Regions from separate parts of the Mus musculus genome. Here regions 1, 2 and 3 are each linked to region 4. The links are chromatin contacts, called in public HiChIP or PLAC-seq and promoter capture Hi-C maps. All regions are on one chromosome and are shown on one strand. The core of a region is the stretch at or near the end of the contact, and the rest is flanking DNA. Distances in the headings are between cores, read along the strand shown.

Evidence for each region. HiChIP or PLAC-seq counts read pairs in DNA pulled down with a chosen protein or histone mark. Capture Hi-C pulls out chosen DNA fragments and counts their contacts.
Region 1: a FOXA1 HiChIP or PLAC-seq map of pancreatic cancer cells shows a contact between it and region 4. The contact joins the promoter of Htr1d here to the promoter of E2f2 in region 4. A contact is called at or near these places in 1 of 39 promoter capture datasets (stem cell-derived epiblast-like cells) and 1 of 115 datasets of contacts at active chromatin or transcription factors (pancreatic cancer cells).
Region 2: a promoter capture Hi-C map of adipose tissue shows a contact between it and region 4. The contact joins the promoter of Eloa here to the promoter of E2f2 in region 4. A contact is called at or near these places in 6 of 39 promoter capture datasets (the C10 cell line, cranial neural crest, frontonasal cranial neural crest and 3 more), 1 of 15 datasets of contacts at CTCF or cohesin (large pre-B cells), 4 of 484 Hi-C or Micro-C datasets (B cells, bone marrow-derived macrophages, cranial neural crest and 1 more), 17 of 115 datasets of contacts at active chromatin or transcription factors (the 230-238 cell line, CD8 T cells, the NIH/3T3 cell line and 11 more) and 4 of 9 other capture datasets (adipose tissue, liver, macrophages and 1 more).
Region 3: a contact with region 4 is called in an H3K4me3 HiChIP or PLAC-seq map of the SCID.adh cell line, with 33 read pairs. The contact joins the promoter of Hnrnpr here to the promoter of E2f2 in region 4. A contact is called at or near these places in 4 of 39 promoter capture datasets (the 3T3-L1 cell line, the C10 cell line and liver), 1 of 15 datasets of contacts at CTCF or cohesin (large pre-B cells), 8 of 484 Hi-C or Micro-C datasets (CD4 T cells, the N1E-115 cell line, cortical neurons and 4 more), 11 of 115 datasets of contacts at active chromatin or transcription factors (the 230-238 cell line, CD8 T cells, the SCID.adh cell line and 6 more) and 3 of 9 other capture datasets (adipose tissue, liver and pancreatic islet).

What each region holds. Positions count from the first base shown.
Region 1 is chr4:136,423,352-136,426,356 of GRCm38.p6, reverse strand. Htr1d (5-hydroxytryptamine (serotonin) receptor 1D) reads right to left here and starts at 1,745. Exons shown (of 2, transcript NM_001285484.1): 1 at 1,607-1,745.
Region 2 is chr4:136,020,017-136,022,906 of GRCm38.p6, reverse strand. It overlaps Eloa (elongin A), which reads left to right and starts at 1,258. Exons shown (of 11, transcript NM_013736.4): 1 at 1,258-1,356. The coding sequence starts at 1,282.
Region 3 is chr4:136,309,397-136,312,249 of GRCm38.p6, reverse strand. Hnrnpr (heterogeneous nuclear ribonucleoprotein R) reads right to left here and starts at 1,308. Exons shown (of 11, transcript NM_001277121.1): 1 at 1,161-1,308.
Region 4 is chr4:136,170,858-136,173,931 of GRCm38.p6, reverse strand. It overlaps E2f2 (E2F transcription factor 2), which reads right to left and starts at 1,658. Exons shown (of 7, transcript NM_177733.7): 1 at 894-1,658. The coding sequence starts at 1,151.

The DNA of each region.
Region 1 (3,005 bases), core at 496-2,995, 250 kb before region 4:
ATAGTAAAGGCAAAGAGCCATCTTTATATTCCTGGTCCTGTCATCGGATAGAGAAGAGTGGGGGCCCTAGACCCTGCCACTTATACCTACTGGCCTGGACTCCAGCTTCCAATGGAGTCCTGGTCTCTTGAATAAAGCCCACTTTCTGCCAACCAACTGGGAAATATCAGTGATCAAAGCTCAGCTGCCCAAGTGGCCAGCTTGCTGTTGTCATAAAAGGACCATTATAGGAAGGGCTGAGAGTCTAGCCAATGTCACTGGCATGTAGAGGAAAGCACAGACCTGCAACACAAATGCCACTAGAAAACACCATAAGGTGTTCTCAGCCTTCCTGATGCTGCCGCTCTTCAACACAGTTCTTCATGTGGTGGTGACCCTCAACCATAAAATCATTATTTTTTTGTTGCTACTTCATAATTGTAATTTTGCTACTTTTATAAATCATAATGTAAGTATCTGTGTTTTCTGAACTCTTAGGCAACCCGCACCCCCACCCCCGTGAAAAGGTCGGTCGAGTCTCAAAGGGGTTGAGACTCAGAGTTTGAGGACCACTGCCATAAAGCAATTCCCAAGATGAGATCTGAGGTTGCTACTACAAAGCCTGGCGAGGAAGGCCGAGTTCCTGTCTGAGGTCAGATGTAATACTAGGCAGTGATTCCATTTGATTTTGCAAAGCAAACCTGGAGTGTGGTCGTTGTCACTCTCGTTTCATATAGGAGGGAGCCAATGCTCAGAGGACTAAGCAGCTAAGCAAGTAGCCAGGGCTAGTTTGCTAATGTGGCCAGCCTGAGAGTATTAGGATCTTAATCTCTGATGGTCCCCAAACCCAGCGAGTGGGAGCAGGTGGGGGTGGGGGTGGGGGTGGGGGCCGGGCCGGGGGCGTTGAGTATTACATTCTACAAGTACTGAGACTTTGGGCAAGATTTTTGCCACCTTCTTCCCATCTGCAATAAAGCCAATCTCCCTGAGCTCTCTGCAGTTCTGATGTTGCTCGAAAAGCTAGGATTTGCAGAGAACTTTACCGCGTATAAAAAGGCATCCACGGTCTCTCACCCACTCCCACCAATCCGCAGTGAAGGGAAGCGTCCTCTCCATTTGAGAGATGTGCACACTGAGGCTCAGAGAGAAGCAGTGACCTGCCCAAGGTCACAAGCAAGTCAGGGCCCTTTCCAAACCCGAGCTCCAAACTGGACGCTCCTTCAAGTCCCCTCCCGTACTGGCGTCACCCCTGACCTGGCCGGTAGAGGGCTCCCCGATTCCCTAGGCCGTCACCGGGGCCACCTGGGGGTAGACGTTTCACCTCGGGCCGAGGTGGGGGGGCACTCTTGTCCAGTGGGATCTTCCCAGAGCGCGGGACACGGAGGACGCTCTCCCAGGGTCCCGCAGCCTCCCCTGGGGAATCCCTCCACCCACCCCACGATCCAGGGCTTTGGACAACCATCCGGGATGCTCCCTTCGGGCCCCGATGGTCCTTTGGGACCGTCTTTCCGTGCGCTCCTGTCCCGTCCGAGAGGCGCACAGAGGCGGGACGCCAGGTGACCCATCAGGACCCGCCCGGCTAGGCTCAGCCCCGCGAGGCTGCGACGCCCCAAGCTCCCGCGCTTACCAGCTCCCTGCCGGGAGGTACGGAACAACGCCGTGGGCGCCTCGCACCCCTGAGGGCTGCAGCCCGGCCTCCTCCACGACCCCCGCTGAGCTCCGGGCGCCGCCGCCCTCCGCGCCTGCAGCTCGGGCTCCGGGCTCCTGCCCGCGCCCGCCGCTGCTCCGTGCTCTGCTCCCCGGCTCCTCCCCCGCTGGGCTCGCTCCCCACTCGGCCTCCCGCCCACAGCAGGGGAGGCCCGCCCGGAGCCCCTGCCCCAACCCCACGGTAGGAGGACGCAGGGGATGCGGGTGGAGGAGGCCCACCTGTAGGAAGGAATGGACTGTCCGGGGAAAGTGGACCGTGCCTAGACTCCATCCGCGGGTTCCTCACAAGCTGAGTCTCCCGCCCCCTACCTTTAATTTAGCAAGTATTTATCGATCTGCTTTATATCTGCACCGGCTATGCACTGGGCTTAAAACCATTGTGCAACCCCCGCCCCTTGGGGCTCACGTTCTACTGGGGCGGATACGATGTACTTAATGAGATGACAGATGTTTCAGGAGGAAAATAAAGCAAGAAAGGAGGTGGGGAGTGGACAGGGTGGTCGGAGGCGGTGGGAGGGCGGGGGAGGGGAGAAAGTCTCACCGGGAAAGCAGCCTCTCAGGACAGACCGGAGGTAGGAAGCGTCCCGGCCACACACCAGAGGTGGAATGAGTACAGTTTCCTGCTGGGCAAGCAGAGTGATCCCAAAGTTGGGGCAGCAGATATGACCGCCAGCTCCCTTATTCAGCGTTTAGTAGGGGCTGCGGATGTAGAGAGCCAGAAAAAGAAAGAGAGAGAGAGAGAGAGAGAGAGAGAGAGAGAGAGAGAGAGAGAGAGAGAGAGAGAGAGAGCTGAGTTCAAAGACAGGGAGGGCAAAGACTCCTGCTTGACCAGGTTCCTTACAGCTCCGGTGGACCTGGCCTTCCGTGTCCTTGCCCACCCACTGTGTCTCCTTACTGTTTGTATATTCTCATGTCTTGTTATCACCAGCATCCACCAGTAGACTGGTTATGTGTTCTTGATGAATTGACCCTATTAGCATCATGAAGTGACCGCGACTCTTCATCCCTGGTAAAAGTTGTGTCTTTGAGTCTCCTTTGGGGGGGAGTGCATAGGGAGATCCGGAAACACCCACCAGCACCCACACAGCTGTTTGACATCTGGCACACCAGCACACTGAGAACTCAGCAGCTATTCCACGCCTTGCTTGCAGCGTCCTTCCGTGTCCTTCTATTTGCGCCAAACTCTCTGCCCACCTGGCCCTCCCCTTCCGCCCCCACCCCTTGCTCTCCTGGTCTGTCATTTGTGATTGGCTTGGAGCCTCCATCTCTCTCAGTCTCTCTTTTTTGGAAGGCTGTGATCAATGGTCATTAATAATGCA
Region 2 (2,890 bases), core at 9-2,508, 150 kb after region 4:
ACAAAGTGAGTTCCAGGACAGCCAGGGATATACAGGTTTTTTGAGACAGGGTTTCTCTGTGTAACTCTGGTTGTCCTGGAACTCCCTCTGTAGACCAGGCTGGCCTTGAACTCAGAAATCCACCTGCCTCTGCCTCCCAAGTGCTGGGATTAAAGGCATGCATCACCACTGCCTGGCTCTTTTCTTTTCTTTTTTTCTTTTTTGGTTTTTCGAGACAGGGTTTCTCTGTATAGCCCTGGCTGTCCTGGAATTCACTTTGTAGACCAGGCTGGCCTTGAACTCAGAAATCCTCCTGCCTCTACCTCCCGAGTGCTGGGATTAAAGGCGTGCACCACCACGCCCAGCGGCTCTTTTCTGACAGAATCTCATGTAGTTCAGTTTGGTTTTTAATATATTATGACTTTTTATTCATTATGATTTAATTTATTTTTAAATGGAGCCAGGTGGTGGTGGCATACAACTTTAATCCTGGCCCTTAGGACGTAGAGGCAGGTGGATCTCTGTGAGTTTAAGGCTAGCTTCGTCTACAGAGTGAGTTCCAGGACCTCCAAGGCTACACATAGAAATCCTTTTTGAGAAAAGAAATAAAAAGAAAGAGAGAAAGAAAGAAAGGAAAGAAAGAAAGAAAAGAAAAGAATGTCACATGAACAGTCTAATAAAAGGGGCTGCTCTCTGATTTTGCAGACAAGGTGGTTAATAATGTGTTATTATTTTTATTTCTAGTGTTTCAAATTGCCTTGAAACCAGACAGCCTGGATTGCTTTCCCAAAATTACAATACCGTTAAGTTACTTTAAAATTACACGATTTCTTTTATTGCGAGGGTGTGTCACAGCTTGCAGGTGGAAGTCAGATAATTTACCTGAGTCAGTTCTTTCCTTCCACTCCAAGGGTCCCTGGAGCCGCGTCGGACCCTGATCACTGACTCCACCCACCCTTAGGCGAAAACGAGCGTATGACTGGAAAGGCGGTGCGTGAGAGTTAAAGCCAGAGTTTGGCTTGCAGAATACAGGCTTGGGGGCGTGGCTGGTTGCGTGGCTCTGGGTTGGGCGTGTCGGGGGCGTGACCTGTGCTGTATTCGACAGATCGCCGTGATATAGTGGGCGTGGTCTGGCGCGGGGGCGGGTCCTGAGGCCTTCCACACATACACACACCCCCAGCGGAGGCCCGGAAGGGACCATTCGCGCTTCCGTCTCCGCCGGGCCCTCACGGAGGGCGGAGTTGCGGCCCGAGGACGCGACGCGAGCCCAGTTCCGGCGAGGAGGCCGCGCCAGTGACAGCGATGGCGGCGGAGTCGGCGCTCCAAGTTGTGGAGAAGCTCCAGGCGCGCCTGGCTGCGAACCCGGACCCCAAGAAGGTGAGCGGCGGGCGGGCGGGCGGCGCGGGCGGGCGTTGGGCGCGGCGCGGGCCCTGTAACGGTCGCGGGCAGGGCGCAGTGGGGTTCTCCTCCGACCCGGAGCCAGGCCCCACGGAGCGGCGCGGGGCAGTGGGGAGTTCGCGGCCGGCGGGCGCACCCCGGCTGGGGGCTGAGGACTGGAGGGGCGGCCGGGCCTTGCGGCTCTCCCCGGGGTTCGGGCAGCCGCGCCAGCTGTTTCCCCGTTGCAGCCGAGCGACTCCGTCCGCTGCTTGGGGGTCCTGCGGCTCGAGGACCCCTGTGCTGTACCCTGCCCTTTAGCCGAGAAAACGGGGAACGCCTTGGGGTTTTTCGAGCTCTGCTCCTGGAGCTCGGGTCCTGGATGAGGGCGTGAGCGTGTTAACTCCGCTCTGACATACTGGAAGGTGGGACCAGGCTGTGATGAGCAACCATGTTTAATTGCACTTAACTACTTTGTTGCTCCTTTTTAGAAACTGTTACTTTTTAAATACATTGTATCCCCTCGCGGTCCCCCGGGTGTCTAGGCTTCTCTGAGCTCTACGAAGAGGGTATGGTGGGAATTAGAATCGTTTTCACTGTAGTCTCTAGCCGAAAACACCAAAGGGTGTGACATGGCTTGTCAGCATTCTAGCCTGGGCCTGAGGTTCCTAAAAGGTGAAGTGTCCAGCGAGCTGAGTGGAAGAGGAAGTGGTGGAGGGAGACAGCGAGCGGACTTACACATGCAATCTAGGTTCCTAGCCAGCACCAGCTCGGGACTTTGGAGGAGTTCTCTGCTCGACCTGTCCCTTCTCTAGTTTCTTCCTGAAATACCAGCTAGACCCAAGTGCTCTTTATAAGTGTTAATCACCATCAGAATTTCCAGTCAGGGACCCCATTCACTCTTCTTGTTCCTAGTTGGGTCACTACCTCTCAACCTCCGGGCCACTTTTTAACTACCCTCCTTTAGCTCAGAGATACACTTCTTCAGAAGCTGTTGTTATAAGTCAGCGAAAACGTAAATGTTTCAATTGTCTTGTGTTTTACTTTCTTTGGAGGCCTTGGGGACCTTTGGTCAGACATATTTACAAGTTCTTTTTACAATAACCCTTTGTGGGCATCTAATAAATGGTCATTATTTCCAAGTCCCAGATTGTCTTTCTGAACACTATAAGATTTGTGACTGACCTTAAAGTAACCACCCTCATTTTGTTGTTTCTGCCATCAGGTTAAAAAAAATAAAAATCCTCCATGTAATATAATATCTGTAGGGTTTTTTTCCCCCATTAGAATTTAAATTTTGGAATGGTCTATTTGTGCATGAAATGTCAAGTTAGAAAAAGGTTAAGTAAATTTTCTTAAACTCCTAATAATTATTTAAAAGGGTGTTTGGTGGTTTTTGTTGTTGTTGTGTTTGGTGTTATTGGCAGGGACTCATATGCTAACACTAGTAGGCAAGGCCTCTACCTCTGACAGCCCTAATTTGGCTTTTCATTTCCCAGAGAGAAAATTACCTTGGGGCTGGGGATGTATTTCAGTA
Region 3 (2,853 bases), core at 59-2,558, 140 kb before region 4:
TCCTTCGGATCAAGAGGGGGGATTCAACAACAATGCCACACAGCCAAACCATATTTCTGGATGCAGCAAATATTCTAACGTGACTGGAACCCTTTGACACAAACATTTTTGCAAAAAAAAGAAAATTACAAAATAAAGTCATTTAAATAAGATTTATAAGGACCGCTGGGAGACTCGGGAAGTCAGTACTAGCTTCTCCCTGACTTGTGGCGAACATCTCTAAGCAAAATGTTGAGAGACGGGCTTTTAAAAGAACCAAGGAAAGCTAACGGTTATCTCACAGCTCGGGAGTATCAAGCCTTTAATCACTACGACTGACTCCTGACACATTCTGCTTTTAAAGGGCAAGGGGGGGAAAAATCCCAAACAGGTAACGAGAAAGGACTGAACCTTTCAAGAACCCCTGGGCTTTCGTCTTAAAATTCTGGCCACATGGCTACTACCGTGTAAGAAAAAGAAGCGCTTTTCCAAACTGGAGCGCCTATGACATTCTCAGAATTACCTAGCTCAGGCGCCGCTCGAAACCAAGTGTCACGGCCTCTTAGTAGTCATTTTTTCCTTCAAATCCCGGCTCGAAGCATGCAGGTTGGGGATCGGGCGGGAGGCACCCCCCATACCTCGGCCCCTCGGCTCCGACTCCCGTAAAAGTTTGCTCCCGGCTCAGGTAACCCTGGGACTTGCACCCCGCCCTCGGCTCACCCCACCCCCTCGGGCGCGACCCGGTTATCAACACATCCCACAGGCCGCCGGGCGAGAGGCGGGCCAGGCCTGACCGCAGGCCTCGGGGGCAAGCACCGGGGTCAGGGGGAAACGCCTGAAACCCTTCGCCCGGACCGGGGCCGCGGACAGCGGCGGGCGGAGGCGGGAAAAAGCACCGCGAGACCGGCAGGCCGCACGGAGGACAGCGGACCGAGGGACCGGGGCACCGGAGGGGCTGAGAAGGATGAGCGACAGAGAGAGGAGGCGCCGCGGCGGGACTCAGGCCCGCGGCTGCGCGGCGGGCCGGAGCAGAAGCCGCCCCCGGCCCATCCCCACCCCCACCCTGGGGCCTCGGAGCAAAGACCCAAACTGCAGGCCAGGGCGCCGAGCCTGGACCCGGCCGAGTCCGGTCAGACCGGGACTCCCGGCCCCTCCCCCCCACGGGCCAGCGCGAGACTCACCAGGGCAGAGCTGGGGGCTGGCGGCCTGGCCCGTGAGAAGCAGCGCGAGGCGCTTTGAAAACGACAAGAAATGGCGCGCGCGCCACCCCCTCCCCCCCTCGCATGGACCGAGACGCGATCCCGGCAGCACGCGGGGTTTCCCGGAACTGCTTCCAGGGACTCCGTGCGGCCGACCAATCGGCCCACGAGACCGTATGACGGGCAGCTTGACGGGCCAATAAGAGAGAGGGGAAAGCGGCCCTCACGTCGGGGACTCCGAGGACCAATCGGTGTGGCCGTCGGGCTGAGCCAATGAGGGGTCTCAGCGCCACTGGCTGCGGCGCCTCCGGGGCGGGGGCATGCACACAAAGGGGTCTGTTGGTGGGAGCCCCTGGTAGTGGCGAGGCTGCGGGGCAGCGGGCCTTGCGTGGCCGAAGCTCCTCCCTCTTCTTCTACCACCGTTAAGAGGTTGAAAAATCTAGGCCTCCCGCCGCGTGGCCACCTCCGGAGCCCCGCCCCCTCGGGTCCCGGCGGCCACGCTCCGCAATGGCGCTGCTACCCCGCGCCGGAGTCCCTTATCTCCAATCCTCCCTCCCGCCGTTCTGAGCGTTAGGTCCCGAGCACACCCCATTCGCCACACGCTGGGCTCCATCAATAGATCATCTTGGCTCTAGTCAAAACACAACTTCAGGGTGACTTGACTCGTGTCGCTGGAGATTTCTCTGTAGAAAAGCATCCCTTAGAATGACTGGAGAAACTGCCTGTTTCCCTCCTTGGCTCTTCTCCTCACAGAATAACGTGGATCTGACTCAAGAGTGACGCTAACAGAAAGCAGGGACCCTTCGGAGTTTGGAGACTAGAGTAGGTAGGGTCACTGGATCAACGACTGAAAGCCAGGCAAGCGGGCAAAGGGTTCATTTCCAAGAAACTAATACCTGTTATTCATAAACCTCTCACCTGTCACTCCTGTCCCAACACTACCTCAGTGAAGAAGGTCAAGGGATCTGCTTCCAAACATATCTGGAGATCATGTTTCTCAAATCCTATAAACCAAAGTTTATTGTTAGTCTACCCATGCGTTTTTGAACGGACATGTGCAAAAGTGCACTTGATACGAACTTGATGGCCAATGTAGTAGTGCTGGGAGGTGGGGCCGGTAGTGGGAGGTGTTTCGGGCACTAGGACTCCACCCTCAAAGCATTAAAGCCGACTGATAGGCCTCCAGGCTGTGAGTTTGATGCCTGACTCTAGATCTTCTCTGCATCTTTTGCGCTTCCAGCGTAGGGAGACGGCCCTTATCCCCGCGTGCTCTCAATGTTGGACTTCCCTGCTTCCAGAACTGTAAATTGTAAAGCCTGTCCTAGGGGCTGGAGAGACGGCTCAAATGCAAGTTTAAAATCCTGACTGTGGCCCGGCAGTGGTGGCGCATGCCTTTAATCCCAGCACTCGGGAGGCAGTCAGGCGGATTTCTGAGTTCCAGGCCAGCCTGGTCTACAGAGTGAGTTCCAGGACAGCCAGGGCTATACAGAGAAACCCTGTCTCGAAACCCCGCCCCCCCACAAAAAAAAAACCTGACTGTGAATCTCCATCCACTTGAGTAAAAAGCCTGGCGTGACCGCATGCACCTGTAAACTCCAGTGCTGATGTAGACTGCAACCGGAGAATTGCTGTAGCTTGCTGCCAGTTTAGCTCCAGGGCGGAGGGTGGAAGAGCA
Region 4 (3,074 bases), core at 409-2,908:
GAGGAGTTTGCCACCAAGCTGAACAGCTTGAGTTTGATCCCCAGGACCCACTCTGAAAAAGAAAACCAACTCTGAAAAGTTGTGCTCTGACCTCCAAACACAGTGTGGCACAAACGGTCCCATCCCCCACATAAATGTAATTTTAAAACTTTTTTTTTTTAAGAAGAGGAAACAGAGGCCCTGACATCCAAATATACACAGTGAAGACCAGAGCTGAAACCAGCCACCCCAACCCTCCCTCTAACTCCCTCAGGCCCTTTCTCATCCATTCCCACAAACCCTGTACTACAGCCCAAACGCCACCACACCAGGCCTTCCCTGACAACACATCTCTCACTCGCGAGGTCACAGTCCATCTGAACAGGAAACCCAAGAGACGGACTACATTTGCATTGCTACTGGCTATTTCGGACGATGAGCAGGCTGTGGGGAGGACCTGAGGACAACACTTGAGAAGGAGCTGGCTAGACAACTCTGGTCCAGATACCAGGCTGGACCAGAGACCTGGGAGACCTATGCGGATTTAAAGTCACCAGGAAATCCCACAGGCCAAGCCCCTGGCCTGAAAAAGCAGGTGTTGGTTCTGGCGTAAACAATGAAAGAATGAATGAACTTAAGCATCGTCGATGCCTTGGAAGCTTCCTCAAGGTCACGCAGGCGCTAGGGGCACTGGGCTAGGTCTCCAGGCTCCCCTGACCAGTGCTCATTGCAGTCCGCGACAGCAGGCGAGATTACTTCACGGAGTCGGAAAATGAAAGGGTTCTCTCTACTGCCAGTCCCGCTTCCCCACCTCAACCAGCTGTAATCAAGCCGTAGGGCGTCCCAAGCACCCTCTCTCCTTTTTCCCCACCCAGACACGTATACGGGAAGTACAGGGGGTCCCCCAGCATTACCGGCAGCCGGCCTGCGGGTGCACATCGCACAATTTGGCCCTCGGGTCCGTGGGGAGTGGCGTCGAGGCAGGTGCCCAGCGCCACAGAGGAAGGCACCGTCTGCGTGTAAAGCGAAGTGTAGTAGGTGGTGGCGGTGGTGGCCGGGCAGAGCTGGGGGCTGCTCAGACCCGAAGGCCACAGCTCGGTGGGGTTCAGCGCCGGCAAGCTCTTTGTAGGTTGCGCCGTGGCCGGAGCCAGGGTCCGCGGCGCGCGCAGCATGGCGAGTGCGGCGCCCCCTACCCACTCGGGTCTGGCGCGCGCGCGCGGGGCACCTGCGGGCTTTGCAGCCGGCTGCACCGCGGACGCCGGGAGCAGCCGCCAATGGACGCCCGCCGGGCAAGGCCGGACCCTCCCCTCCTGGCCCGCCGCCCAGCGCTGCCGAGCTCGGAGATCGCCACTCGGAGATCGCGTGGCACAGGTGGCACTGCCAGGAGTTGGCCCGGTCCGGCTCGTGCCCCGAATATCTGGGCGTCCGGAGTCGCGCCCGTGCGTGAAAGCGTCCCGGAATGCCCACGGACCCCGCGGACACTCGTGTGCTCTGACCCGCGAAGGGTGTCCTGTGCGCCCTGCTGAGCTCTGCGTTCACCCCTCTAGTTCCCGTCCCTTGCTTGGACTCCTTTTTCTTTTCTTTCTTCTTTTTTCTTTCTTTTTCTTTTTTTTTTCTTTTTTTTTTTTTTTAGCGCCAAACTATATGCCGCCAAATTCGGATCTCCCGCGGAAAATGCCGCGCCTCGATTGGCTGCTACAATATATATAGGCTCCTCCCACCCACCCACCCCCGGAAAGGCTTAGTCTAAGAAACAGCGATTACGACAGGAGCTTAGTGGCTTAAAGGGGCCGCGACATCTGCTGACTTCAGCGTCCTCTTGTAACAGTAGGCGAAACTGAGGCAGGAGGTGCATCTGGAACACCCAGCATAAGGACCAACAGTACAGCGAAGAGCGCTGAGGAGCGGACCTCTTTTCCTTGGGGGTGGGGCCAAACATTGAAAGAGAGTCAGAGTCGGGACCTGAGTCTTGACCCTCAAGTGCATTTCCCTGGCCACAAAACCTTTTGTTTTCGCTTTGTTGCTTAGTTAGGTTAAATCATTTATTAATATATTAATTAATATAACCAATATGTCCTCTTTCTCTTCAAATGAAACCCAGGAACCTGTTCCTCCAGGCTTTAATTGGCAGAGGGGCAGGGAAGGGTGGCGCCTCCCTTTTATGTTTTTCTTCAGGAAAAAAACTAACCTCTATTGAGCGCCTACTGTACGCCCGTACAGTACACTAAGATTAGACCATTATATATGTTATGTTGTTTAATTTATCCCATCAATCCGGAGAAGTGGGATGGGTAAGACCAGGGAGTCGGAGGGGCGGGATATTGTGCCTCGGGTCATTCACAGATTCGCTGATCTGAGAATTGGCAGTCAAATGTAGGACAGTCCAGGTCGGGAGTCTTTGTTCTAGTAAAGAGCTCCTTTCCACTCTCCCAAACTCTGCCCCGCCCTTGACAGGCACAGCGTGGGTGAGGGTCCAGAGTTTGTCAGGTCATTTTCCCCAACAGGACCCAGCACTCTTCCTTCCTGAATCAAACACCTCCAGGTTTCTTCTACACAAATTTTTGTTTGTTTGTTTTTGTTTTTGTTTTTGTTTTTGTGAGACAGGGTTTCTCGGTGTAGCCCTGGCTGTCCTGGAACTCACTTTGTAGACCAGGCTGGCCTCAAACTCAGAAATCCACCTGCCTCTGCCTTCCAAGCACTGGGGTTAAAGGCGTGCGCCACCATTGACCGGCCTAAACAATTATTTTACCACAACAGGAGGGGGGGTGGGCTGAGTCCCCGTGTTAAGACCTGATCAGATCATCACAAACCAGGTAGCCCAGGCTTTCTCTTCGACATTCTTAATTCACATCCAGTCCCCTAACCCTTTTGTGAAAGCTGTTTGACAAGATTTCTTCTCCATTCTCTGGGTCTTTTTTTTTTTTCTCTCTCTCTCTCATTCCTTATGTCGGAGTCACAGAGAAATCTCATGGCACAGTATATGCAAAGCCTTCGGCACAGAGCTTGGTCCATGAGAATCGACAGCTGTTGCTATATCAGACTTGATCTGGAATACACAGGCCTCTTTAGTCTACAGTAGACCACCAAGAGGTGGT